Regions from separate parts of the Mus musculus genome. Here region 2 is linked to region 1. Evidence: chromatin contacts called from public Hi-C data. All regions are on one chromosome and are shown on one strand. Each heading gives the region's core, a stretch centred on a gene start, on an enhancer-like site or on the middle of the called end of the contact. The rest is flanking DNA. Distances are from core to core; before and after follow the strand shown. Region 1 overlaps 9130227L01Rik (RIKEN cDNA 9130227L01 gene). Region 2 has its middle 290 kb from the start of Hsfy2.

Evidence for each region. Hi-C and Micro-C count contacts between places; a contact is called where the count stands out from the background.
Region 2: a Hi-C map of cortical neurons shows a contact between it and region 1, with 1.9 times the contacts expected there. The contact joins two enhancer-like sites. A contact is called at or near these places in 3 of 484 Hi-C or Micro-C datasets (cerebral cortex and cortical neurons) and 1 of 9 other capture datasets (embryonic stem cells).

What each region holds. Positions count from the first base shown.
Region 1 is chr1:55,957,652-55,964,271 of GRCm38.p6, reverse strand. It overlaps 9130227L01Rik (RIKEN cDNA 9130227L01 gene), which reads right to left. Exons shown (of 6, transcript NR_045837.1): 4 at 6,266-6,620; 5 at 3,110-3,287. Among named protein-coding and RNA genes, the nearest start is that of 9130227L01Rik, 30 kb to the right of the region's middle. Within about 2 kb of position 3,806, at least 3 of the 459 cell types and tissues checked have an H3K27ac peak or open chromatin away from gene starts, as enhancers often do. A contact at or near this core is called in cortical neurons, where this site is marked.
Region 2 is chr1:56,342,100-56,348,719 of GRCm38.p6, reverse strand. No RefSeq gene overlaps it. Among named protein-coding and RNA genes, the nearest start is that of Hsfy2, 290 kb to the left of the region's middle. Within about 2 kb of position 3,564, at least 4 of the 459 cell types and tissues checked have an H3K27ac peak or open chromatin away from gene starts, as enhancers often do. A contact at or near this core is called in cortical neurons, where this site is marked.

The sequences.
Region 1 (6,620 bases), core at 2,557-5,056:
CTCATACTGACTCATCCCCCCAAACTGTCCAATGCTGAGTCCTTGCACAGCTTCTGTAGTTGATCCAACCGTGGCAGGGAGGGAATGAAAGAAAGAGGAAAGCTGGAAAAACAGAGGACTGGACTCTCTGATGGAGATGCCACAGCACCCTGACAGCTCTGTAGGTGTCGTATATACAGTAAAACAGGGAGGTTCTCACGCACACCCGACCTTTGAGGCAGGCTTTATAGCCTACAGTTGAGTCACGGAGGCAGGCTTACAGTCTTCAGGCCATAAATATCTGGGAGGGAGAAAGGTATGGTGGATATTAAAGCTGCAGGTTGTCCACATCCACATTTGGATGTCCTGGGACCCCAGAGAAGTCTGTGACAGCCCTCTAAGCCTCCCCTGAGCCAAGTTTTGCTATTCCTAAGAGGCTGGGGCATTGGGGTCCTTGACCAGGCCATGCCATGGCAACAATAACAATGTCCTCTTTCCCTCTCTCGTTACTCACAGGGGCTTCTTCAACTCTCTGCAGCCTAAACAGGCATTTCAGAGTTTACAGCCACAGTAAAACAAGCTCATAGTAGAGAAGACAGTACAGTATGTTGAGAGAAGCTTACATTTGAGAAACCCACAAACCTCCTAGCCCCCATACTCTAATATTGTGACATAACACTGTAGGAAAATAATGCAGTCTCTCCAAATATCAGGCTCTTTGTCTTCAGGACACAGGTTGTATTAACTATTGAAGTTATTAATCGGCAAGTGCCACTAGCAAGTCTGTGCCCTGAATATACATCGGGTCCTTTTATCTCTGTTTCTCCTAAATTGATTTAGGGAAGTTATATGGCGCATTTACATAGCTTGATGCACAGAGCAGGACAGGTTACTCCTTTTAGGCTTAGTGTTTACAACCCTGTGTGGTCACAATATTATTGACGTTATCAGGGTACTGGCGGAAGATTAAAGTGCAAAACCAGTTTCTTCTCTCAAGTGTCCCAAAGGTCTACAGAAGGAAGAGCCTCTGCAGGAGTACTATACCAAAATAAAAGTACTCCTGCTCAAGCAAGCTCAGCTAACTTGGAATGCTTATTGTTTTGTGAAAAGTGAAGACATCCTCAAACAAAGGCCATACCAAATCTAAGACTCCATATGGACGTTCACCCTCCCAATTCCCCCGTGCAACATCTCCTCCCCCTCTCCATCCGTCTCTCCTTCTCCCCCCCTCCCCCTTTCTCCTCTCTTTCTCTCTCTGGACTGCCTTCCGTGCTAAGATGAGAAACACCTGAATGCTCTGGAAGAGGGAGAACTAGCATTTACCTGCAGCTGTATTGATGGCTAGGCGTACCACTGTGGGGAAGGGAATAAACTTGAAAAAATGGTGGCAGGCTTGCAGCCAGACCTGTCCTGAGAGCCCTCATCCCCTGTTCCTTGGTTATGTTTGTGTCAACACTGTGAGTTTTGCAGGGATCAGACTCTGAATCTATCTCTACACTAACTCCCTAGGGTTACCTCACCTTCTTGGGATTTAAATGCTGTCCAGACTCTGAATAATCACAAATCTGTTTCCAGCCAGGCCCACTTTACTCGTCTAGGCATACCTACTCATTCCTTTACTGGATATTACTGTTTGAAGGTGCACCCTTCCAACACTATATGCTGTTACTCTTAAAGCGTATTTATTTGTTTATTTACTTACAAACTTACTTTCTGACTTTTGGACATAAGGTCTCCCATGTTGTTCAGGCTTCCATAATCACACATGTGTACCCTGTGCCTGGCTTCCAACCCTTGATGTATGAGATAGTCCTTCAAGCCTATCAATAATTCCTCTGATTTATCATTACCCTGGTTCTCCCCACTGTAGGGCACCATGCTACCAATACAGTTGCAGTCAGATGCTAGCTCACTGTCTCTTCGGAACCTGCCAATGGCTCTCCACTTCATCCTGGAGGCCACAGTTCAGTTTGCGCCTCTTCAATCTTATCAGGTCTTCATAAGAAGATGCCTCTTGGCCTCATCCCCCACTGTTCGCCCTGGATCTGAAGTGTATCCTTTCTTTTGTGTTGAGAAATCTGCTTTCTTCTATAAACCAGCTCCCCAAAGTCTTAACATATGTCTTGTCCTTTAAAAGGGCAAGGCTAGCAGAAGGCAACTTTAGAGCTATTTAAGAAAGAAGGAAAGTTATCCATTGAGGAAAGAAGATATTACTTTTGAGTATCGAGATGAGGACTGTAGCATGAAATAGAAATATGAAGTCAATCCCACGCTACCACTACCGCCAGCTGGGCACCAGTGGGCAGGCCAGGCACTGGCGGGCAGGCCGACCTGTTCTCATGTTCTCATCTTGGGACTTACTTTCTCTCTCTCTCTCTCTCTCTCTCTCTCTCTCTCTCTTCAAAACTATTTCAAAACTATTTCAAAATTAACAGGTAACACAAGTGGCACCACAGCTAACCTCCTAATTTGTAAGTCATTCTAAGTTAAATCCCCCGGTAACGGATCCCAGTGGATCTGCCACCTGAACCAGGGGTCTCTGCTACCTACACTTTGACCTCCACCTGTCTTCCCGTCCAAAAACAAGACCTTTTTCTGCCTCCTCTTACCCTCTCAACCCAGAAGTCCCGCTTACCCCTTGCCCAGTGATTGATTCCTAGAAATATTCATTAGGGAAAGGTTCACAGGAAGTTACCTGAGTATGTGATTCACTCCTTATCCCAGGCAGCCCCTCCTAGGGAAGCAGAATTAGCATCAAGATACAAACAGCCCCAGGGCTACCCACAACAGAGGATGAAGGACTCATCATAGGTTTAAAAGCATGGAAGTCAACTGGTGATCTCAAGAGACTATCCTGGAGTGTGGAGGAGAGAAGGGAGGTGTTTGGGGACATCATTCAGATACAACTTGTGGAGGGACTCTGTTCGAAAATGGACCAATAAATGGGGAGATGGTAGGTTGAAACACGGGTGGAAAAAAGCAAGTGAAATTGTGACAGGAGAGCGAAATTTAAGATGAACAGAGAATGAGTTGCTTGGGCTGCTTTCAGAAGGGACGATAACGACGTGATCCACCAAGAAGGAGAGAGTAAACGCCTGGGAGGCAAGCAAAACTCTGAATATCGACTTACCCCACAACACATCAGGTTAGATGATTCTACAATCTCTCTGATGGGTAGCTATGAACTGATATAAAAAGCCATTGCGAGTGCACCAGATGCTGTTGGGAACCTCAGAAGTGTAGCCCTGTGAAGGGTCCATACCATGAAGTGGTCCTCGGAACTGCCATCCAAGTAGATTCTACTGGATCTGGGGAGAGGGAAGAAACAAGAAATGGGTAAAGGAGTGGAGTGTCACAGACATCCTTAAAGGTGATATTTCATTCTCACTAAAGATCGATTGTTTATAACCTTGGTTGTGGGCCACGTGATTGTATGTATTATCTATGGTTCTTCCCAGAAGTGAGACAGAGACAGCAAGACTGGGGGTATGATAATAAAACTCTGGGTATTATGCAACGTACCCTGAACTCCAAAAAAGAATGGCAGAAAGAAGGAAATCCCAAAAAGTACAAACATACCCACACAAGACAGAAGCTTTCTAAATTTCTATTAGCCTCCCCGGGAAGGCAAATGTCTGTCTCAATACCTGAGACTGTTTTTTACTCAATTGTGGCTGCATGTGCTTTAAAAATGAACTGTGGATTCTTTGCTGAGGAAATGTCTTGATAACATAATGAATATTAAATACATCTCAGACCCACACAGGCGGTTCAGTAGTCTTTTTGTGGCAGCTCAGGAGTGCCCCCTACAGGCTGACGTTTAGAACGCAAGTAGAGGACCGGGAAAAGAAGCGGCATGTCTGAGGAGTCTCAGGGAACCTCCAAGGAAGGTTAGATACCTCAGCTGAGGAAGGACAAGAGGAAACAGGCACACAGCATGAATTCTTACTTTTCACTTTTTTTTTCTTTTGTGAACAGTAAGAAGTGAAAAACTTGTGCATGCATTTTCCTTTATTCAAGCACTATCTCCTATCACCCACGATAGTGAAAACTCATTAGTATAAACTGCTTTCATCTTTTGGTTGAAATCAATATCAATATTTGAAAACCCATGAAAATCAGTAAAAATACGATTAGCTGCTACCCGTGCAAGGAAAAGAGACCCACCTGTATCTAGTATCAGAAATGATTTGCATTTGATATCTGTAACATAAAAAGGAAATGCAAACATGTTTCTTAAAATGAAGATAGGTGAGCTCTGGGCTGAAATTTTATTCCCTTTTTCATTAAAAAAAATTTTCACGGGCAGGGGGAAGGACTTTCATCTACTTAAAATATTAATAATTATAAAAATACAAGCCATTAAAAGGCATAAAAATATATGCTATGACTATCAGTAATTTTTTACATAATAATGTAAATGATACATGGATATGTATTTCTGTGCTGGTGCACAATATGATGCAGTGTATAAATATATTAAAATAAATTAGAAGTAGAAATTTTATAGCATATCACTTGACCCAATTTTTAAAATCCATATGTCCTGATAAATGTCACTGTAATTTCCATTTGAAAGAGGAAAGGAAGGGCAAAATATTCACTAAAACTCTTTAAATGTTTTACTAGAGAGATTTTTGAATACTAATAATAGTGCAGTTTAAGTTATGAATGTATTTGATTTTGTAACTATTAAATTAAAGCCCAGAATTACATAAGTGCTCAGCATGGACACAACATGTTTATCTAAATTAACAGCCTTTTTACATGATCTTTGAATAAATGCAGATCTTTGGAAAACTTCATTTAACATCATAAAATGTTCATTTAGAGTCAATTTCAGATACATTCATAAGATATACATAAATGTATGTGATTAAATTGACAGATTATGCTCACAACCCTTCTTACAAACAGTGTTTTTTCCTACAGAAAGAAGAAATCAAGGTCATGGTTTGGTGATTTGTTTCCCTTGTGAAATTTTATAACATATATAAATATATATGTCCCAATATTTAAATTGCATAACAACATTATGAGGTCTATGTTTTCCGTAGGTGATGAAAGTCAGTGTAGTTAAGAAGCGCTGTTCGACACGTCAGTCTCCCTCCGTGGTGTTCTAGTGTCTGGCCTAATCGCTTTGCCTCTGTTGTCCTCACTGTCACAACAGGCATGGGAGGTGCCCTGATGGAGTCAGAACTACAGAAACGCCTACTTTAAAAAATTAGTGTATAGGCCCCACAAGTCTATACTAGAGGTAGTTAGCTTGTGATTCACTTAGTCACCTTACAAAATATGGTCAAGTGTACTTTAAAACAAAAATTATAATTTTAATAATATGTAAAACATTCAGCACCATAATTATTCTATGAGTTTAAATGTTAAAAGTGAGGGGAGAAGAGGGTGGGAAAGAAAGAAAAGAAAGAAAGTGAGAAAGTGAGAAAGTGAGAAAGAAAGAAAGAAAGAAAGAAAGAAAGAAAGAAGCAAAACAGCCCAGTGATTTAGGCAAATTAAATATTTATTAAAAATGACATTGTTTCAGAAGAAAACCTTAATACACCCAAGCAATAAATATGCAATGTATGTGTATATGTGTGTGTGTGTGTGTATATATATATATATATATATATATATATATATATATATATATATATATATATATATTTATGTATATGTATACAGTCTTTATTTTGGAAATGTATCCAAGTTCAATTAAAACAATTTTGAATGAACTTTTAATGAAATTTAAAAGAGTTTGGGCTTGCATGTATTTCTTTGGTGTTTTGAAAAAAAGTCTTAAGTTCAGTCATTTCCTTGCACCCCAGAAAATTCCGACATTTTTCAGAAAGGCAATTTCTTTCATACTATCCCTACCATGAAGAATGCTACCTTTTTTGGCTAATACAAAGAAACCACAATTAACAGTGAAGCCATAAATACTTTCTGTGCTAACCACAAATGGCCTTTCCCATAGAGAAATGGCTTACATGTGTTCTGAATGTGTTTGGTTTCGTTTTGTATGGAAGCTGTGGGTATGTTTTTATCTAAGAAAAGAACGTGGCACGCACATGGACAGCTTTCTAAAATGAGAAACAATCGCTGAATTTAATCGGGGCCAGGAATTCAGAATTAAGCTACATGGGGATGGTTGGGGATACTCTGGATTTGGGGATACTTCCCCAAACTTGACCAAACCTCCCCAGGCTCTCAGTGCGCCAAGGTAGCATGTCCCTTGCCTGCCTGCCTAGTTAATCGGCCTGTCCTCTGTGGCTCTCAGCAGACATACCCAGGATGCAGTTCTTTCGCACTTCCGCAGTTCACAGTTCCACTTCCGGAGTGGAACCTGATGCAGTCCCTTTCTCAAGGACCGCTGTGTGACTTTCCAGTCCAGCAGTCCTCTTTTGTAGCAGCATGTGAGGCTCTCTGTACCTAATGTCTGCTATGAACAGACTGTGGAAAATCCCACAAGGTGACATTTCCAGTCATTCTCAATTTGAATAGGAAAAGATCTGGGTGATTTTGTTGAGCGTTGTTCACATTCTGCAAAAACATAGGAGAGGGGAAAGCTTTTCCAACTGGTCTTTCCTCTTGTCCATACCCAGGAGTCCTTGCAAAACGTTTTGAGTAGAAATTATATTGAA
Region 2 (6,620 bases), core at 2,315-4,814, 380 kb before region 1:
TGTATATGTTCAAAATATTTTGTTGTGTTTTGAGTAAAATTTAAACCTTGAAACTTCTGGCACTGTGCCTAGAGTAATTGTTTCCTAGTGAAACATTTTCCATAACAATAATTAACTTTGAATTTATGAAAGTGTTAAGGATATTTTAACATTAAAATGATAATTAACTACAGGAAAACTAATTTCAAACTTAGTCTAAATGCCCAATTTATAAATTATTTGAATTCATTTCCCCACAAGACCTAAAGCAGCACTTCTCAAACTTTAATGAGCTCATAAATACCTTGAGGATATTGATGCACTGCAGACGTAGATGAAACAGGGCAGGACCCGAGCTTCTGCCTGCCCAACATCTTCCCAGTATCCCCGTGCATCCCTCAGCCTACCTGAAGGCAGGGAGTTGGTCTTTCAAAATATACAAATCACAAAAATGTACAGAATCTCTAAAATAATGCTGCCTTCAGTCAACTAAAATAACTGTAACCAAAACAAGATTTCATGGGCTAGAATGATTCATATCTGAAAACTCTTGATTTGGATGCTTTGTTTTTATCTGGAAACGGTAACTTCTGGTCAGACTTTAAGGCCTCAGAGTCTCATCTTTTACTGTAGTCACTTCCCAACTTCATGGTGTCCAGAAAACTCACCCTGCATTCTCTATGCCTATAAGCAAGCAATATCTTCTTTAGAGGGTGTAGTGACAAACTGTCATTGTCTACTAATTGGATTTAGAATCACCAAGTAGATACTTTCAAGGTTTAACTAAAGAGGGAAGACCCACTCTGAACCTGGTGGCAATGTTCACAGGTTGGGGACCAGGATTAAATCAAAAGAAATCAAGGAGAAAGTGGGTGAGCACCAACATGTATCAGTGGCTGCATTCCAACTGTAAATATAATGGGAGGAGTCATTTTAGATCCCTGTGGTCATGCTTTGGGCACCATGATGAAGACACTGTATTCCTTACTTAAGCTTTTAGAATATTTTTAAATGTCAACAATGTATATTTATTTGTTGTGCATCCCTCTGCATGTATGCATGCTCCTATGGAATCAGAGAAAACCTGAAGTTGTTCCCTTCCATCATTGACTTCTGGGGATCCAATTTGGTGCCAAGCATCCTGAACTGCTGAGCTATCTTGCTGGCCCCTTTTGGTATTTTGTCAAAGCAATAAGAAAAGTTATCAATACATAGTGCTTACTGAGAATGATGGTAGTTCAACACAATGTCTAAAGTCTTTTCATTAAATATACTTAATTAAATAAATTTCTTTTCATCACAGAAGTAGAAGAGCATCATCAAGTCTCTTGGGATGTTTCTTAGAATTATCTCTGTGCAACAACTCAACACTACATTGCAGTCCCCAACATTGTTACAAGCTTCTTCAAGATGTGGCCTTTGCCTGAGGTTCCAACATGTTTGCATTTCTCTTGGGAGAATGACTTTGGTCCCTCCAGGATGCCCAGGGCTTTGTACCTACAGTTTCTCTTGAGTTGTACTTTTGGCATGCTCAACTCTGAATTTCAGCACACAGTTCATTAACGTTTACTTCCACCATACATGAGCTCTCAAACACCAGTTATCCCAAAGGGCTTTCATGAAGCCCTAACTTGTAATCGATTTCTCTCTATTGTAGTCTCTTGTAATCTATTAGCTCTCTGCGTCATTCTCCAGGTAATTTCAGGTTGTTCACACTCCTGTACTTTGTTCTTCTATCTAATGCTCCTACTGAAAGTTCTGTGAAGTTTAGGAATGAGGCCTTTAATCCTCTCTGCGTCTGGGGAGCCAAGCACAGCTCCAGGCACATAATTTTGTTCCTCTGAGTAAGCAATCGGGGAAAGAAATCCTGGCTGTTTCCTTCGTCAGACAGCTGAGCTTTGAGCTTCAGTGGAACAGACTGGCAAGCACCCAGAGAACTCTTGCAATGGTCAAGCAAAGATTTCCACATACATCTTATATTCAAAGTCGCACTACTTTATATAACTACAGTTTTGAACTCCTTGACAATAACCAATAATGGATAACTATTATATATGGGTGACTTTAGGGTGTCAAAGTGGCATATTATCAGTTCTCAAAACTTAATGCCTTTTAAAAATCTTTACACTTCAGTGTCACTTGAATCTGTTTATTCTCAGTGTGTGTGTGTGTGTGTGTGTGTGTGTGTGTGTGTGTGTGTGTGTGTGTGTGTATTCCCATTGTGATTTAGTATAGTGGGTTTTGTCTAATGCTGCTTGTGAATTTGGGTCCCCCAAATTGCACAGGGATCTGCATGCCCACAGGCAAGACTCTGAGGGAACCTGGTTTTAATTGGTAAATAAACTTGCTGTCAGCCAATGCCTGGGTGGGACAGACAGAGGTGGCACTTTTGGATTCCTGGGCAAGGTTCTGAGGAAAGAGGAAGGGAGAGGAGATTCACCATGCTGGGAGAAGGTGGAGAAGAGGAGATGCTAAGACTGAGAAGGTGCAGGACAGAGAGCATGTAGGAGCCAGGAGAGGAAGGTCCTCAGAGGGCTGCCCGACTGGATCCAGGACAGCCAGGACAGGAAAGATGGAATATAGATTTTACTAAGTAACGAGTTGGGAATATCAGAGGGAGGTGAACTAGCCACATGGAGGTTAGGAAGTGGCCCAGCCACTGAGCTGTTTAAGGCATATCAAAAAATAAAGGCTGTGTGTATGTCTCTTTCATTCAGGAACCCAGAACATTGGGGCCACCACTGGGATGGACTGTAGCAGTTTAATTGGGTACTGCTATGATTTAGTAAACATTACTCATCAGCCCCTTTGTGTGTATTTGATGCCAGAGTTACATTCTTCTTCCCTTCAGATTGAGAGTTCCTCTTAATCCCTTAGTTTCTAGGGGCTAAGAAAATCCTCTCTGCAATCTCATCTGGTATACAAACCTTATGTAGAAATAAATATTTCAACAGTGCTGACACCATCAAAGAGAGCATCAAGCAGTGCGACCTTACCCAGGAGTAGAACTCACACATCTCTTCTGTTTCCTTTTTAAGGAGGCTTTCTAAATTAAAAAATTGCACTACGTACCAATTATTTAACTTGTGTCTTGCTTTAACGTTCCCAGTTACTCTACCTCTGAAGGACAAAGTAAAAGACAGGCAATACAGCCCATTTGTAACCGTGGTTGTAAATAAGTATTTGGTAGGTTCAAAAATGCCACCTAGAGAAAAACACATGGGTTTCACTTCTGAAAGTCTTTAAGGAATTAGCCAAGGCTTCGTATGTTACTGTATGATAACCCCCAAATACTGAATGCATTATTGAGGGGGCTTCATAATTAAGTGATTTTTATTTTATTAATTTCTCAAACTGCTTTGGCCTAGTGAACCATGGCTCCAACTACAGAAGGTAGAGAGCATCGGCTTCAGGCCAAGTGCTGTCAAAGATAAGAAATGGCTCCGACAGACATCAATCTGTTACTGTTCACAAGGCTGTCTCTCCTCCCCTTCTCCTTCCAGCTATTAAGCAACAGTGTCAGTCATGGGCCTGTTCCTCCTTTCTCTTTTTATTAATGATTTAACATGGATATGTCAGTACTGCTCTATACATCTTTATGCAGACGGCACGACTGTGCATTTTAATGGCAAATCTGTTTCTCACTTAACTACTGAACTGCAAAAAGACTTTGGCAGACTGGTTCCAGGAAAACAAACTGGTTTTAAAAGCAGCAAAAACGAAAACAATGCTTTTTGGCTCCACAGCTCATCCAAGCTTGAATAGTGATTACTTCAAAAGCCAGACTCGTTTGAGAACATGGTTTATAAGGAAATTTTAAAATATAGGCTCAGCTTGAGTATGTGGTAAAAGCATCAAAGTTTGGACTGGACTAAAGAGACATGTTCCTTAAATTAAATCAGAGTGAGTTCTAACCATATATAATAATTCTCACTTATAAATCCTAATTAAATGTTTCCATTATTCAGCTTTTAAACACCAGCCATTAAAAATGAATTGTTTTTAAAATACTAGTGTTTAATGTAAATATTCAAAAATATCAAATGTATGCATTTAATAATTTATAATAATATGAAACACCTGAATCAAATATAAGTGATATTTCACTTATAACAAATATAACACATTATAATCAGTAAGAATTATTTTAAAAATCGTATGTTTTAAAATCTCTATAATTATATTGACTTTCCTTTATATATCTTCATTTCTCTTTCTCTTTCTCTATTCTTACTCCTCTACATGTTTTTTACACAAATGTCTTCGTATTTCGAATAAACTTTCTTTAGGGGTTGGCAAGATGGCTCAGCAGGTAAGAGCACTAACTGCTTTTCTGAAAGTCCTGAGTTCAAATCCCAGCCATCACATGGGGCTCACATCCTCCCCCCGACCCCCCCATAATGAGATCTGACGCCCTCTTGTGGTGCATCTGATATTATACTTATGCATAATAATAAATAATTTTAAAAAAGTAAACTTTCTTTAAAGCTCATAGTCATTTAACAACTGTTAAACTCGATTTATTGAATTTAATTCTATTTTTTTAACAGGGGAACAGATAAGTCTCTTGTAAACTCTTACCAGCCAGAGAATTTTTATATTTGTTTCGTTTCTGTTTGAGTCTACAGATCAAAAATATGCCTTAACACATCACAAGGTATACCAAAGCAGGAAGAGCTTCAACAATCTCATCCACAGTTCCAAGCCTATAATGAATTTTGGGATTACTTTATTTAACAAACATTAAATTTATATAGCAAATCAAAAAGAATCTGCTCTAGTGAGACTGGAAAAGCCCAAGAATTTTCTGTTCACTGACTTTTTCTTTTGCCCTCCAGTTTTCTGGAAGAGCAGTTTCAAGTCATCTTTAGATAACTTCCTTTGTTAACTAGATAACAAAATATATTTCTGGGGGGGTGCGGGTCATAGACTTGCTCAAGGTAACACAAATAGCAAACAAACAGACAAGCAAGCAAACAAATAAATAAGTGAGCCTGTGTCCCAGATGTGAGCCAAGCATCTCCTGAAGCCTTGAAACAATGGAATCCCTATTCCTAAATCACATGGTGCAGAAGGCCAATCATTGCCAACATGGAACATGAGGAACATAATACAGAAGTGCCATTAAGGCCTCTCAGAGCTCCAAGGAATGAGACCTCTGCATCCTGCTGAATTAACTGAGTCCCAGAATTTTCTGGAAGTGTCGGTCTTGTGTAAGATGTGACCTGAAGACCAGAAAATACATCTATTCTTTCCTCATAACCTTACTATAAATTCAAGAGTTATGGAGGCACAGGCTATGAATTAACATGGAAATCCCGTTAAAATGTCCATTTTAGTAACTATAGTATTCAGTCATAGCTGGGGTTACTTTGTTTTTAATATCACTTTGAGATTACATGGGAGATATGCTTCAATGTTTCACCACTACACATACACCCACACCCCCCCACACACACACATACACACACCGTGGTCCTGTACAAGTGGCAATAGTGGAGTGTCTGACAACAAGAAAGAATAAAAACCAAAAAACTGCAATTATGTGGTTTCAAATATTCAATAATAATAAGAAGAAGCTGAGAGCAAAACTCTTTTAGAACTCCAGAAAAGCAGTCTCCTTCTACAACACATGTAAGTACAGTGTGTTGTGTTCTAGATCCTCTGCCACATATCCTGTCCCCTGTATTTTATTTCAGCCAGGTCAGAATGAAGATTTCTAAAGATAAAAACACAGTATTTATTGAGGAAAAACAAGATGAATAACATTATTAAGATTTCTAATCTAATGAGGAATAAATTAATCCTAACTCACATGGCTGCTGATCACAACTCTTATGTATCTGCCATCTAAGCATGCTCATAACAGCATTTATAACCATAAATCAGGGAAGAGTTGCTTTGTGAACAGTGTGTATATTTTTTAAAGTATCACTTAAGGTATTCGTTCATGACAAAGTATAATGTCACTTTCGTTTTATCATAAATACAGGGAACGCAAGATCAATTCTTGGCACAAAGTTATCTGCCACAAGTAAATGTTGTTTGAATATATCACAAGTGATTTATTGCCATTGTTATGATTCTTCATGCACTGAGTTAGTTGGTCTCATCCTTTTATAGATACATTGACTTCTTTCCCTGCATCTTCCTCAACTTGTGTCAGGTGACCTCCCCGCTCAGTAATATAAATCTAAGGCGATGACGTGATAAATGGTTTTGCAGAATGAATGAGTTTTTTTATTTCCACATATACACTACTCATTCTTAATGTGGAAGAAAATGTAAAGTTGGATTGTCAATTTATTTTTAAAATCAGTGATCCATCAGGTTAAGTCTATTCGTCCACTGTGTTCAAGTAACCATGGCTGCCAGGGATCCAGCCAACAGTACCCTGTCCTTTAGTAGTTTGCTTTCAGATAAAGGCACTGATAAACTGACAAATACTGTAGATATACCCACTGGATGCCAGTAGCTCCTGCCATCTTTATCAGAGCCTATATAGCTAAGAGAACAGTGAATGGGAGGAATGCTGTTTAGTCAAAGACACCAATTTCTCAAATAACTAAAGCCAATCTTAGTTGAAGGCAAACCATTACTGATGTAAGAAAAGATTCTTAGTGTTTCTAAACATGCTGGGA